Regions from separate parts of the Ovis aries genome. Here region 1 is linked to region 2. Evidence: chromatin contacts called from public Hi-C data. All regions are on one chromosome and are shown on one strand. The core of a region is the stretch at or near the end of the contact, and the rest is flanking DNA. Distances in the headings are between cores, read along the strand shown. Region 1 has its middle 270 kb from the start of TRNAI-AAU. Region 2 has its middle 260 kb from the start of TBC1D1.

The links. A called contact is a pair of places that touch in the nucleus more often than the background predicts.
Region 1: a contact with region 2 is called in a Hi-C map of tail adipose tissue, with 4 times the contacts expected there. The contact joins two enhancer-like sites. A contact is called at or near these places in 11 of 16 Hi-C or Micro-C datasets (blood, hypothalamus, liver and 7 more).

The regions. Positions count from the first base shown.
Region 1 is chr6:58,335,074-58,341,472 of ARS-UI_Ramb_v3.0, forward strand. No RefSeq gene overlaps it. Among named protein-coding and RNA genes, the nearest start is that of TRNAI-AAU, 270 kb to the right of the region's middle. Within about 2 kb of position 4,793, at least 39 of the 54 cell types and tissues checked have an H3K27ac peak or open chromatin away from gene starts, as enhancers often do. A contact at or near this core is called in liver and tail adipose tissue, where this site is marked.
Region 2 is chr6:58,178,450-58,185,198 of ARS-UI_Ramb_v3.0, forward strand. No RefSeq gene overlaps it. Among named protein-coding and RNA genes, the nearest start is that of TBC1D1, 260 kb to the left of the region's middle. Within about 2 kb of position 4,777, at least 30 of the 54 cell types and tissues checked have an H3K27ac peak or open chromatin away from gene starts, as enhancers often do. A contact at or near this core is called in liver and tail adipose tissue, where this site is marked.

The DNA.
Region 1 (6,399 bases), core at 3,543-6,042, 160 kb after region 2:
AAATAAGCTAGTCACATAAATACAAATACTGGATGATTCCACTCGTGTGAGGGACTTAGAGTAGTCCAAACCACAGTGACGGAAAGTAGTGTGGTGATTGCCAGGGGCTGATGGATGGGAGGAATGGGGAGTTATTACTTAATGGGTCTAAAGCTTGAGTTTTACAAAATGAAGAGTTCTGGAAATGGAAGCTGGTGACTGTGCACAACAATATGAATGTATTTAACGGCACTGAGACGTACACTTATAAATGGTTATGATGGTAAAATGCATAAGGCTATTCTACCACAATAAAATAAACTGAAGAAACAGTTTTCTCTAAAATTTATGGTCCCAGATAAATACCACAGGAATAGAAAATATAGAATATGACCTTTCAAATTTTGATGTTTCAGTCAACATCAAAAATCTTTATTAATAGTAATTGCACCATACAAAATAATAATGATGGCAATAATAATAATTATACCAACAACTCTGGAAACTCTTGAGTTTTGGTATTTCTGGTTAAAAGGGTGAAAACTATTAACTGTATGTTACTATTAATGCAGACAGAAAGCTATAAGTTTTAATTTAAATAAATTCTTTAAAAACCTAAAAGCTAAGAAATATGGTGGGGTCCTAAGCCCCAGTGCCTCAGAATGTGGTCTTATTTACAGACAGGGTCTTTCCAAAGGTAGTCAAGTTAAAACAATGGTTCTTAGGATGGGTTCTAACCTAGTGTGACTGGTGTCCTTATAAGAAGGGGGACATTCAGACACAGACAGACACACACAGAGGAAAGATGATGAGAAGACACTCAGGAAGAGACGATCATCCGCAAGCCGAGGAGAGGGCCTGGGCACAGATTCCTCCCTCAGGAGAAACCAGCCCCGCAGACATCTTGGTCCTGAATTTCTAGCCTCCATTATGGCGGGACAATATATCTTGGGACTGTAAGTCACCCGGGTTGTGGCACTTTGTCGTGGCGGCCCCAGGAAACTAACACAAGGGACAGCAGGGGCGTCTGTGACACCTCTGCCAGCCGTCTCCTCAGGATCTGCCCCGTCAGTGGTGCGGAGAATCTGCAGGCCCCGCTGCACGCCCATCGCTCCTCGGGAGGAGCTGCGGTAGCCTCCTGGCCGGTCTCTGCACTTGCTGCTCGTCCGTGCCCTTGCCACTCATCCGTGCCCTTGCTCTCCTGAGCCTAGAGCACTGATGGCCCAGGTGCTCTGACCCACACTGGTCCTTCCCTTGCTTAGCTCTTGGCCTGGATTTCCTGCTCTCAGAGGGCCCCTGACCTTCCCCCTTGCCATAGCCTGAGTTTGATCTTTGATTGTTCTTTCAGTGCCACTGAGGACAGGGAGGATGTGAAAGCTCCTTTGTGGAAAAATCCTATTTGGAGAGTGTATTGGAGATGGCCCCTCTGTCTGTCAGGCACTATGACCTTGTCACAGTGGGACATAGTAGAATGAGTCCCATAGTGATGGAACTCGTCACTAACCATCCTTTCAGCAACAGTAACAGACAATTACTGCTTAAAACGTTGCCCCTATCATATCATTTGGGTTTCCTCGGACATCTAGATGACTTTCTCCTTGTGAAACAACGAGCTGTCCTGTAGCAGTATGTGCTCGAAGCCCAGGGTTGCAGCAGCTGCATCTGGTTCTGGTTGAGGGAGGGACCTAGGTTTACCAGGTAAAGCTACCCAACTGAAACTTCTACAGCCAGCTGAAACCTCTAGATTCTCAGTCACACTAGAATTGTCTGCAGACCCCTGAGCTTCCCAGGGAAAAGAGAGATGGTTTAGCAAAGCTCACACACATCCAGAAAACCAATTCAAAATGTTCTCTTTTTTGTAAGACTGAAAATACATAAGAGTAGGATCATGTATTTGTACTTATTTGTATTTTCCTAAAGAAACAGGGGTAGGATTCAAAAAAATAAAAGTACCTACCAGTGAGGGACAGAAGTAGAGAAAAGAGCTGAAGGGAGAGGAGGTGGCAACAAGATTTCCCAAGTGTACTAGGCTTTAGGACTGCGACTTTTCAGTCATGAAAGTGAATTATGCCCTCCCTAAGTTCATTAAAAATGAAATTTTAATTAAAAAAAATACTGTCTATTGAAAAGGGCCTCTAAGTCCCTTTGCTAATGATACATACTCTACATAATTTGTAAAAAGTTAATTTAAAAGTTCATGCTACCCTAGTTTAAAAATGAACACAGTTTGTTTTGGCATAAACAAGAGCCTGTGGAACCTGTTGGTAATAATTTCCAAACCGGGCATTAAATACCAGTGTAGTATTTGGAAGATCTTGACTTCTTAGTCTGGGGTTTTGTAGGGAACCAATTGAGTGGCCTTGGACAAATCACTTTTCCCCCCCTTCTCCTCACTTCCTCGTCTGTAACAGCAGCAAATTTCATCCCTTCACCATGCTGCCGGTGTTGTTATGAAGCACAAGTGTGAAAACACTTTGAAAATATCATTATCAGCATCCTGACAGTACAGTTGCCAAATGTACACCTACAGCTGGAGGCCAAGGCACAGCTGGAGGCTGCAGCACAGCTGGAGGCCGCCACGAAGTACACTAAGCTTGCAACAAGACAGGGGACAGTCTTTAGAATATGTGTCTCTATGGCACTATCCTTTTATTAAAAACCAGAGACATTACTTTGCCAACAAACGTCCTGTAGTCAAGGCTGTGGTTTTTCCAGTAGTGATATATGGATGTGAGAGTTGGACTGTGAAGAAGGCTGAGCGCTGAATAACTGATGCTCTCTAACTGTGGTGTTGGAGAAGACTCCTGAGAGTCCCTTGGACTGCAAGGAGATCCCACCAGGCCATCCTAAAGGAAATCGGTCCTGAATATGCATTGGAAGGACTGATGCTGAAGCTGATACTACAATATTTTGGCCACCTGATGCGAAGAGACCCTGATTCTGGGAAAGACTGAAGGTGGGAGGAGAAGGGGATGACAGAGGATGAGATGGTTGGATGGCATCACCGCCTTGATGGACATGAGTTTGAGTAAACTCCAGGAGTTGGTGATGGACAGGGAGGCCTGGCGTGCTGCAGTCCATGGGGTGCCAAAGAGTCGGACACGACTGAGCAATTGAACTGATGGCACTATCCTTAAACTTGAGTCACTTAGATGGACATGAATCTCCTTACTTTCCGAATCTCACCTTCCCCAAGCAATTTGCTGAAGAGTGGTTTAATTTTAAAAGTCTGGGGAAAGAAGGCAGAAATCAGTCTCTTCATTTCGGCCAGAAAAGGAACCCTGATTCTGCAAACAGATGAGTTTTAGGAATGCTTGACATATACAGTGCTTAGTCCCTCAGTCATGTCCGACTCTTTGCGACCCCATGGACTCTAGCCCAGCCGGCTGCCCTGTCCGGGGGGATTCTCCAGGCAAAAATACTAGAGTGGGTTGCCATGCCCTCCTCCTTGGTTCTGACTTATAATCCTTAGGCTTCAAATCCTCTCTCTCTCTATGCTAAAAACACACAAAATTAAGCAAGAGGCAAGAAAGGTGTTAAGATTTTTGAAGGGAAGTTTCAAGAATGAGAGGAAAAACAAGAAAATAAATAGCACAATGTGTCCTGACATGTTATTTTGTTTCCCTTTAAGTTGTTGTTGTTTTTTTCCTCCTAGGAAAATATCCAAGATTTTGTCTCTTCTTAACAAAAATTTGGAAGGAAAGTTGGACCTGAACCCCAGCACTGTAAAACTTCTTTGTGCGCCGGCATTGCAGTGCTTTTCTTACTTTTCCTGCAGAAGCCAACCTACAATGTGGCAAGTTTGTGAGGCCAGGAAGGGAGGAGTAATCCGAGAGGAGGCAGGGCGGCTCCGGGGCGCGGGCGAGGGCGGGGCCCCAGCTCAGGGCGCTGGGCCCCTCCCAGGGCCGCAGGGGAAAAGGAGGAGAGACCTACACTTAAAAAGGCAGGAACCTACCAACTACAGAGATCCAAAAAAACGCCCCGGAGAATTCCCATTTGTGAGGTCAAATCAAGGTCAAAAGAGTTGCCTAATCATCTCTGAAAACCCTCTAATTTAGGGGGCTGTGCAACACCCCAAATCATGAACTAAGTCTAACTTGATCTTTAAAACGTGGCCTATGACTTTTTTTTTTCTTTTGCTTGAGCCAATTTTTTTCTGATGGCATTTTTGTTACTTCCTGTTTGTGACTGAGCTTCCTTGTCCTACTTCCTTTTGGGGGTTTAAATTGCCTCCCCTATCATTTCCACTGAAATGTATGAAAAAGGCAGGTGTGTGTGTGTGTTGCATTGGAAAGGAAAAAATAATGGCTCATATTAAATGTTTATGTTATAAAACACGTTTCTCACACGTTCACATTCTTTCGTTTACTTTTCTCAACAACACTAAGAGATGAGCCATATGCCCAAATAATGGATGAGAAAACTGAGAGTGAGAACGGTTAAAGTCCAAGGTCACTCATTTTTTAAAAAAAGAAGCATAACCTGAATCTGAGTCCCCTATTCTCAACCCAAGTCCAAAGCTCTTTTCATTTATTTAACTCTTAGAGGGAAGCCTACATTTAATTTATTTGGCAAAATTCTATTCAGGGAACATTTGTTTATTCAGTCTCTATTACAGAGTTTACTCTTGAAATGTAAAGACTTAGCTTGGGCCCTTCACCGAAGCCATGGAAGAATTCTTAAGATCTACTGTTTCATTTTTTGGCAAGCCCTCTGCAGCCTTACAACATGGCTCTTCCAGGGCCAGGCTGGGGCGTTCCTGGGTCTCGTGGAGCGAGGGTTGCGTTGCCCCCATCAGGCAGTAGGGGGAGCACGTGTGCAAGAGGAGGGAAGCCGCGGAGGCTCAGGCAGGAAATGTCTGAGACCATGTCCTTAACAGGGCTGAGTTGGAAAAGTGGTGTGGTGGGTTTTGTTTTGTTTTCTTTTTTCCTTCTGCTGAGCGAATGCTTAGAACTCCGGGCTTCTCTGCAAAGATTTGTGCTTACTGACTTGTAGGGAAGGGAAAACCAGCCTCAGGGAGTTGCAGAATGAAGTCACCTCTATGCCCACTGGGTGAAAGGAGCTCCAAGCTTCCCCATTGCCACCAAGGAGGAGCCCAGCTCCGGGCCTCAGCAGGTCCCGGAAGGCCTTTGCTTCTAAGTGGAGGGAGAAGACACAGAGGCCCAGACAGTGAGCTGCTCTGGGTCCCGTACCTGCCTGAGAGAACAGGGTTTTGTATAGTTGGTAGCAAGAGAGTTAGAATGCACACTGCAGGAGGGGAGGGGTGCGGCTTTTCCTCTGTTTCGCTGCCTTCCAGAACAGAGCAGGTGACGCTTGGCCTTAAGGTGCCTTCAAAGAGGCATCCACGTTGATAGAGCCTGTTAACTTATGGTTCGTTTGGACAAAGGCTTTGAAGTCGGATGGAAAAGGAGCACCACCTTTGGCACTGCATGGCCCCAAGCCCAGAGTGAGGTGGGGAGGAGCTGTGGGGCAGGCACTAGTTCTGGAAAATCAGTGCTGACAGGTCGCTTTTACTCTGGGGTGTAGCATTCTCTCATTTTTTTCCCCCTTTCTTAACCAAAAATGTAATTTCTTAACCCAGGAAAGCAAAGTTGCAGCAGGGGAGAGATGCCCTGGGGGCTAGCTGGCTACAATTTCCTTCCTAGTAAAAGAGAGAAGCAAAAAGTTGCCATTTGCTTATACTTTGGATTTGTATATGAAAGGTAAGTTATATTCTCTAGTTAATGGTGCTCATTTACAGAAAGCATTGTTTCTGCCTTGGTTCCAAATACATGTGAAATTTCACTCTAAAACACATACTCCTGTAAATTTTTTTTTTTTTTTTTGCTTAATATGCTGACTTCTCAAGTTCTTTTTCTGCACCAACAGAAAAGACTTAACCAAAGTTTCCTGTAAAATTGATACTTCTGCCATCATGCTATTCCAGAGAGAAACCTCCATGTACTTTGAATATGTCTAAAAGATGTAATCAGGAGAGGCAAGATGGAAAGGTCAAAATGACCACTTAATGGCAATCATGTTCTTTGTATTTTCATTTGTCTCAGGGTTTCCCCTAATATAGAGTGATACTTGTGTATCCCCAATATGAAACGGTACCTGTTGGCATATTATATGTTGAGTTTGCATATTATAAGGAATTTAAGTAATCTGGAATATTTCTCATTTCTTATGGCCCATCAAAAAAATTTACTTTACGTTTGCCAGCACTCCAGTGCGCATAATTCATGATTTATTCACCCAGCATGGAGTTCCCTCTATGGGCTAGGCATAGGAAACAAAGGTGAAGACCCACCCTCAAATAACTCAGCCTACTTGTGTGTGGATTTAGATGTGTAAGTGACGGGAAGAGTGTTCTGAGAGCATTGAGGAAGAAAGGTTTAATTCCATCTGGATGAGTTGATATTTGCTGGGGTCCTGAGC
Region 2 (6,749 bases), core at 3,527-6,026:
ATCTCAAAAATGTTGCTTTGTAAGAGCTGTTTTACTCTTCTTCGACATCTCTTGAAAAAGAATTTCTTAACATTTCCTTCCTCTCGAACACTGAGTGGTATTTTGCTAAGGGAATGACTATCTTGATATTACCATCACTGGACTGGTTCAAAACCAGAAGCCAGAGCTTCTGAAAGGGCCTTGGGAAAATATGAAATGATTCAGAACCTGTAGGCAGCTAATGGCATAAGATAAAGATGCTGATGGCTTGAAAGACATGGAAGTTTTTAACTGGCCATTTCTATATGCTCCACAGTGGAGCTGTATTTATTCCCTGCATAAGGGAAGAAAAAAAAAGGTGAAGGGGAGAAGAAATTTCTCCTGTCAGCTTGAGCTTGAAAAAAGAAGGAAGTATGGGGTGACTGGATATTTTTAAGCTCAAGCATATATTAGAGGGGGAGGAAATGAGATTGAGTGAGAAGCAAAGTGCTGACGTTGAGGATCCTCCATGGCCTCCGGATGACCCAGGAATCTCACCAGTTCCTGTAACAAATACCACAAAATACGCTTCATGCCAGAGCAAGTTTTGTCATGGAGGCATCGGCACTGGGTGAAGTCAGCAGATTTAGGAGTGGTGCCAACCAGTGCCCCTCTTAAGCTGAGAACTCAGTTTCCCTTTATCATTCATCCCACCATCCATCCCAGAAATGCTAGGGGACACAGGCAGGAAGGATGGAAGGAAATGGAAATTAAGTTGTATTGGTTACTTCTAGTGCCAATAATGACCAGTAGGCTTAATCTCAGAAGCAATGCTGATTGATTGGTAGTGGCTAGGCCTGGAATGCTGTGTTAAGAAGGATTCCGAGGTCCAGTCTGTCTTCCAGAGTAGACAGTGCTGGAATAGGTTCAGAGTGCACCATGCTCCCAGCCCAGGGCCAGTTAGATGAAGGAGACAAAGGAAGGATTGGCCTGATACCCACCCAAGGTGGACCGGAGTGAGAAGAGCTGGGCCTGGTTAGGAGGGAATGGCAGAACCGTAGGAAAGAGGGCTTGTTCTGGGCAGTAACTGTAGCTCTGCCAGGAAAAGCAATGACACCTCTAGCACACAGGAAGCCCCCCTGCTCTGGGCCTGGCTGCATTTTTCGCAGCATCCTGATCCCTTGGTGGCACTAGTGGTAAAGATCCTGCCTGCCAATGCAGGAGACATAAGAGATGTGAGTTTGATCCCTGGGTCGGGAAGATCCCCTGGAGGAGGGCATGGCAACCCACTCCACTAATCTTGCCTGGAGAATCCCAGGGAGAGAGGAGCCTGGAGGCCAAAAGTCCATAGAGTCGCAAAGAATTGGACACAGCTGAAATGACTTAGCGTACCTGATCCCTTGGGTCCTTTGTGATAGTGAATGAAAACTTCCCTGGGCCATCTGTTGAAACACTGGAAACTCTAGAGTGATGGAAGGCAAAGCTTTGCAGGTCAGTCTTGGAATCTTAATTCCACCCCTGAAAAGCTGTTTGCACCCCCAGAATCCTTCCAAGCCTCCGTTTCTCACCTGAAAAATGGAATAAAAACACATCTTACAGGATGGCAGGGAGGATTAAATATTAAATAAAGAGCCTGGTTGATAGCAACACTTCCTAAATGGTTTCTATTTTTATAAAAATGCCCTTGGTTTTACATTGGCTTTAGGCTTTCTAGGCTACTATCGGTCAATCAATATTTATTACTTACTTAGTAGGTACAAAAGGGAACAGAAAGAGATCTAAGATCTAGGGCAACAGAAAAGACACAGGACAGAGAACCTTGGGGTTGGAACAAGTGGCTGGTTTCTACCCGACTTCAGGAAGAGGTGGGGAGTTTGGAACCGGTGAACATTTGAGGACAAACAGTAACGATTTCCCTTTTCCCAGCTGTAAGTTTGGGACAGCCCTCCCTTTTCCTGTGTGGGCTTTTGTGTTCTTCGGAGAAGGGACCAGTGATTCTGAGAAGTGGACGAGAGAAGGTCCCAATGGCTGCTTACAAAGTCATGACTCAAGACCCAGAGTGTTTTCTGGATTGTTGTTGTTGTTTAATTGCTCAGTATTGTCTGACTCTTTGTGACCCCATGGACTGTAGGCCACCAGCCTCCTCTGTCCATGGGATTTCCCAGCAAGAATACTGGAGTGGGTTGCCATTTCCTTCCCCAGAGGATCTTCCCCACCCAGGGATCGAACCTGGGTCTCCCGCATTGGCAGGTGGGTTCTTTACCATCTGAGCCACCAGGGAAACACTTTCCGGATTTACCTGTATTAAAGAATTTTTTGTTTTTTGGTTTCATTGAGGAGAGCTCTTGGGGGAGAATGTGGGGTGGGGTAGGGGGGCTACAGGGGTCTCCTGTGGCTCTCTGAGGAAGGCAGCCTGAGCTGAGGAAGCCCTGTGTGTGGGCGGGGGCGATCACCACCAGAAGGAATAAAAACACAAGGAGAAGCCAGCCCCGTTCAGCGGACCACGGGAAGGTCTGCTCTGTTGTTTGAAGCTTTTCTCTAGTCTGTGGCAAGCCTGCAGATTCAGTAACGACCACAGCTGTGCTTGGGCCCAGGCTTTTCCTGGGAGGCCTGTCCGCCTTCAGAGCAGGAGCAGAAGCAGCTGGTGTGGCCGCCCTCCTCCCAGCTCTCTCTCCAGTTTCTGAACAGTGTCGGGATCAGCCGTGCTTGGGATGCTCATCCGTCCAGAGATTTTATCAGACTTCTGATGAATCTAATTCCGGTGAAAGGGAGCAGAGGAAAACGAGCTGTTTAGGTTCATGGACAATGTATTTCTGGGCAAGAAATGTGACTCTGTCCCCTTCTGTTGAAGTAAGTTTGAAAGTGTCAAATAGTTTTTTCATTTAGGTCTTCACTATGGGAAGGCAGAGAACCACGGAGAAGATTCGGGTTTTCCAGACCCTGTAAAGGGGACAGCTGGCCACTGCAGGGATCGCTTCCTCATCTCTGAATTCCCCTGGTTAGTTGTCTTCCTACTTCATGCTCTGAACCAGGAGCAGCAAAAGGAAGGAAAAGCAGGGCAAGTGGCTGGCTCTAGAGTGACTGCTAAGGGCTCTGACCTCAGTGCACAGCTGGGGTGTGGGGGTGGGGTGGCCTGCAGCTGGTCTTGGTGGGGCTCCTGGGGGAGCCCCTGCTCGGCTAAGGCCCACTGACCTTCTAGTGTCTATGGGAGTCTCACTTTCCTCATCCAGCACAAGAAGGCTTGGGCGAGGGCATGTGTTGTTCATTCATTCACAGATCTATTTATTTATTCATCCATCTAACTTTTTTTTTTTTTTTTAACACACTGACTCTGCCAAGAACTGGGGGTATGGAAACAAACAAGACTGGATTCCTGCCCTCTGGGACTCACAACCTTGTGGGCAAGGTAGATCAATATGCAAATCAATCTAGAAAAGTCATCTGCAGGTTAACGGGAATGTGTAAGAGCCTAGCCCTGCCTGAGAATGAGGAGAAAGTTGATCTTGAAGGATGGGTTAAGGATGCCAGGAGGGTGGAAGAGTCTGGAGCTTGCAAAAGAGCTTTGCCTGAGAACAATGGCAAGGTTGAGAGGTTTTCAGAGCAGGGAGTGAAAACTAAAGAGGGCAACGTGGACTATCCAGTTCTCAGCATGCAGCTGAGATTCCAGTTTCTCAAGAAAGGAATTTTTCCTTTCTCCAAACTCTGAGAACCCTTGAATCTTTGTATCAGGGTCTCCCAACACTGTTTATAGACCACAGATCAGGTGATTGACATTCATTTTACCAGGGCAGATGTGGGAAGACATTTCTTGTTGCTTTTTCCTGCATAGACTCTTTGATGAAGGCTGTTGTGAGTCTTATCCTTTATGGGGTCAAGCCTCCTTGGAGAATGAAGGAGGGTGATAAGCCATCTCCCCAGAAAATGCATAGTTTTCCACAAAATTTCAAGTGTTTTGAGAACCATCCCCCATTCGAAACCCTCCCACACACTACAGATAAAGAACTGCCCGCAACCCCACCTGACCTCAGACTGTGGATCTGGGGATTGGAAAAGCCTAGTGTGGACACAGAGCTGCACGGGGACTGGCCCTGATGTGGGCGTTCAGCTTAGAGACTCTTTGAGTGTAGTTCACCTACAGACAGAGCTCGGAAAGGAAACTGAATCCTTTTGCAGAAGGCTTCAGCAGGGCCGATACTAGCATGAGGCAAATGAAACCTTTGCAGTGGGTGTAAATCATAAAGGAGAGGGTGCCAAACAATTCAGTAACGAGATATGTAATATTTTAATGCACTTTAAAAAGTCAAAATAGATGCAAAAATCCATGATGAATACAGTTTCACAATTTTCCGCAAAGATGGGATGTACTGTACTTGCATGGCCCTGCCCCTCTTGCCCCACCCTCATCCCAGCCCCTATTTGGAAACAAGAACTGCACAGCCTTAAAGTCCCAAACTTGTATTTGAATAAGACCTTGAGTGTCAGTATCTGGGCTTCCCTGGTAGCTCAGTGGTAAAAAAACCTGCCTGCCAACTGCAGGAAACACGGGTTCAGTCCTTGGGTGGGGAAGAATCTCCTGGAGAAGGGAATGGCGACCCACTCCCGTGTTCTTGCCTGAGAAATCCCATGGACAGAGGAGCCTGGCGGGGTCACAAAAGAGTCAGATACCACTGAACAACTAAACACTGAGTGTCAGTAAGTTGATGCCTGGACGCTGCTGAGGTGTTTCTGTGAACACTGATTGATTCCTTGGCCAGGCTTAAGCCTCTCCGCCTGCCGGCCCACGTTGGCCCAAGGAACATGTGTTGGCAGTGACTCAGACATTCCAGCAGGTGGCACTCTTGCTCCAACCAGGTCCCCTGAAAAGGGGCGTCTTAGCCAAACTAAAGGGATTCAAGCTAGTTGCTTTTTGCCAGTTGTTTTTTGAAGGGCCAGGAAGAATCCCGAGCAGGTATTGTGGGGGTAAAGGGAGGTGCTCTATAAAGAGGATTGGAGGAAGAATCTGGAGAGCCAGAGCAAGGTAGAGCCTTATAACAGGCTGTGCTTCTCTTTAGCAAGCGAGGAAAATGAGAATTTCAAACCTCTTTCTGTTCTCAGATGCAGTATTGACACACGTGGCACGGGAGAGCAGAACAGGACGAATGGTTTTCTGTGAAGCATGGCCGGGTGGCAAGAGCTCCCTACTTACCTGCAGTGTTGCTCCACTTGCCAGCTGTGACCTTGGACACTGCAAGCCTGAGATGGTTCATCTTTAAAGGGGGATTACTGCAGCTGCCCTGATGGAGGGTTGTTGGAGGCTTGCTGGAGGATTAAAGAAACTGATGACCAAAAGGCTACTAGTACCAAGTGCGTGTTCAGTCAACTCGCTGCTGCGATGGACTTGTAGGCGAAGGCTAAGCAGCGAGGTTTTGTGGCCTTCCTTGTCTGTCACATTAATTTAAAAGATGACCTCAGAGTGACCCAGAGACATAACTTGATAAGGAACCATGGCTTGAGCAGAAGCAGCCAGAAGAATTTCCCACCTGGATCGAGTTTCACAGGTGTGATTTTTGAACCAGGAAATCAAACTGGGTTCTCTGGCAGTACTGTCTCACCCTCAAGACCTGGGAAACGTCTGACCACCAGGTGACAGGTCCCACTTAAGCTGTGCATTGTTGCAGAAAGTATCCATTTACACATAGGTATATCAGAGCCTTCCCATGAAACCACTGTGTCTCCCTGCAGTTCTGAAATCCTGACCTCTCAAAGATGCCCCCAGATGAACTGTTCTCCACTAAGAATGAAATAAATCAGTGATGGTTCCTTCTTATTGAAGCTTACTTCATGGCAGTTACTTTAATAAGTACTTTACATGCATTCATTCATTTATGCCTGGAAACCAACCAGAGAGGTAATCAAACCAATTTTACAGACATGTAAATTTAGGTTTGGGGCTTCCCAGGTGACACAGTGGTAAAGAATCCCCCTGCCAATGTAGGAGATGCAAGAGACTCGGGTTTGATCCCTGGGTCAGGAAGATGCCCTGGAATAGGATATGGCAACCCCCTCCAGTGTTTCTTGCCTGGAAAATTTCATGGATAGAGATCCTGGTGGGCTACAGTCTATGGGGTCGCAAAGAGTTATACATGACTGAACACACACACACACACAAATTTAGATTTAGGGAAACTCAGTACTCTTGCCTGGAAAATCCTGTGGACGGAGGAGCCTGGTGGGCTGCAGTCGGACACGACTGAGCGACTTCACTTTCACTTTTCACTTTCATGTATTGGAGAAGGCAATGGCAACCCACTCCAGTGTTCTTGCCTGGAGAATCCCAGGGACGGCGGAGCCTGGTGGGCTGCTGTCTATGGGGTCGCATGGAGTCAGACACGACTGAAGTGACTTAGCAGCAGCAGCAGTACTGGGTCAGGCTTCCCTGGTGGCTCAGATGGTGAAGAATCTGCCTGCAATGCGGGAGACCTGGGTTCAATCCCCGGGTTGGGAACATACCTTGGAGGAGGATATGGCAACCCATTCCAGTATTCTTCTCTGGAGAATCCCTGACAGAGGATACTGGCAGGCTGCAGTCCATGGGGTTGCAAAGAGTCAAACACGACTGAGCAACTCAGCACAGCACAATACTGGCTCCTTCAGCCAGGAATTGGTATAAACTTAGGTCTGACTTCCAAATCTATCTATGTATCTATCAATCTATCCATCAATGTATCTATCATCCATTTATTTGATACATTAAATACTAACTATTCTGATCTATTAATTAAAGCAAGTTCCTCTGAGGCACTGAGGGCCTA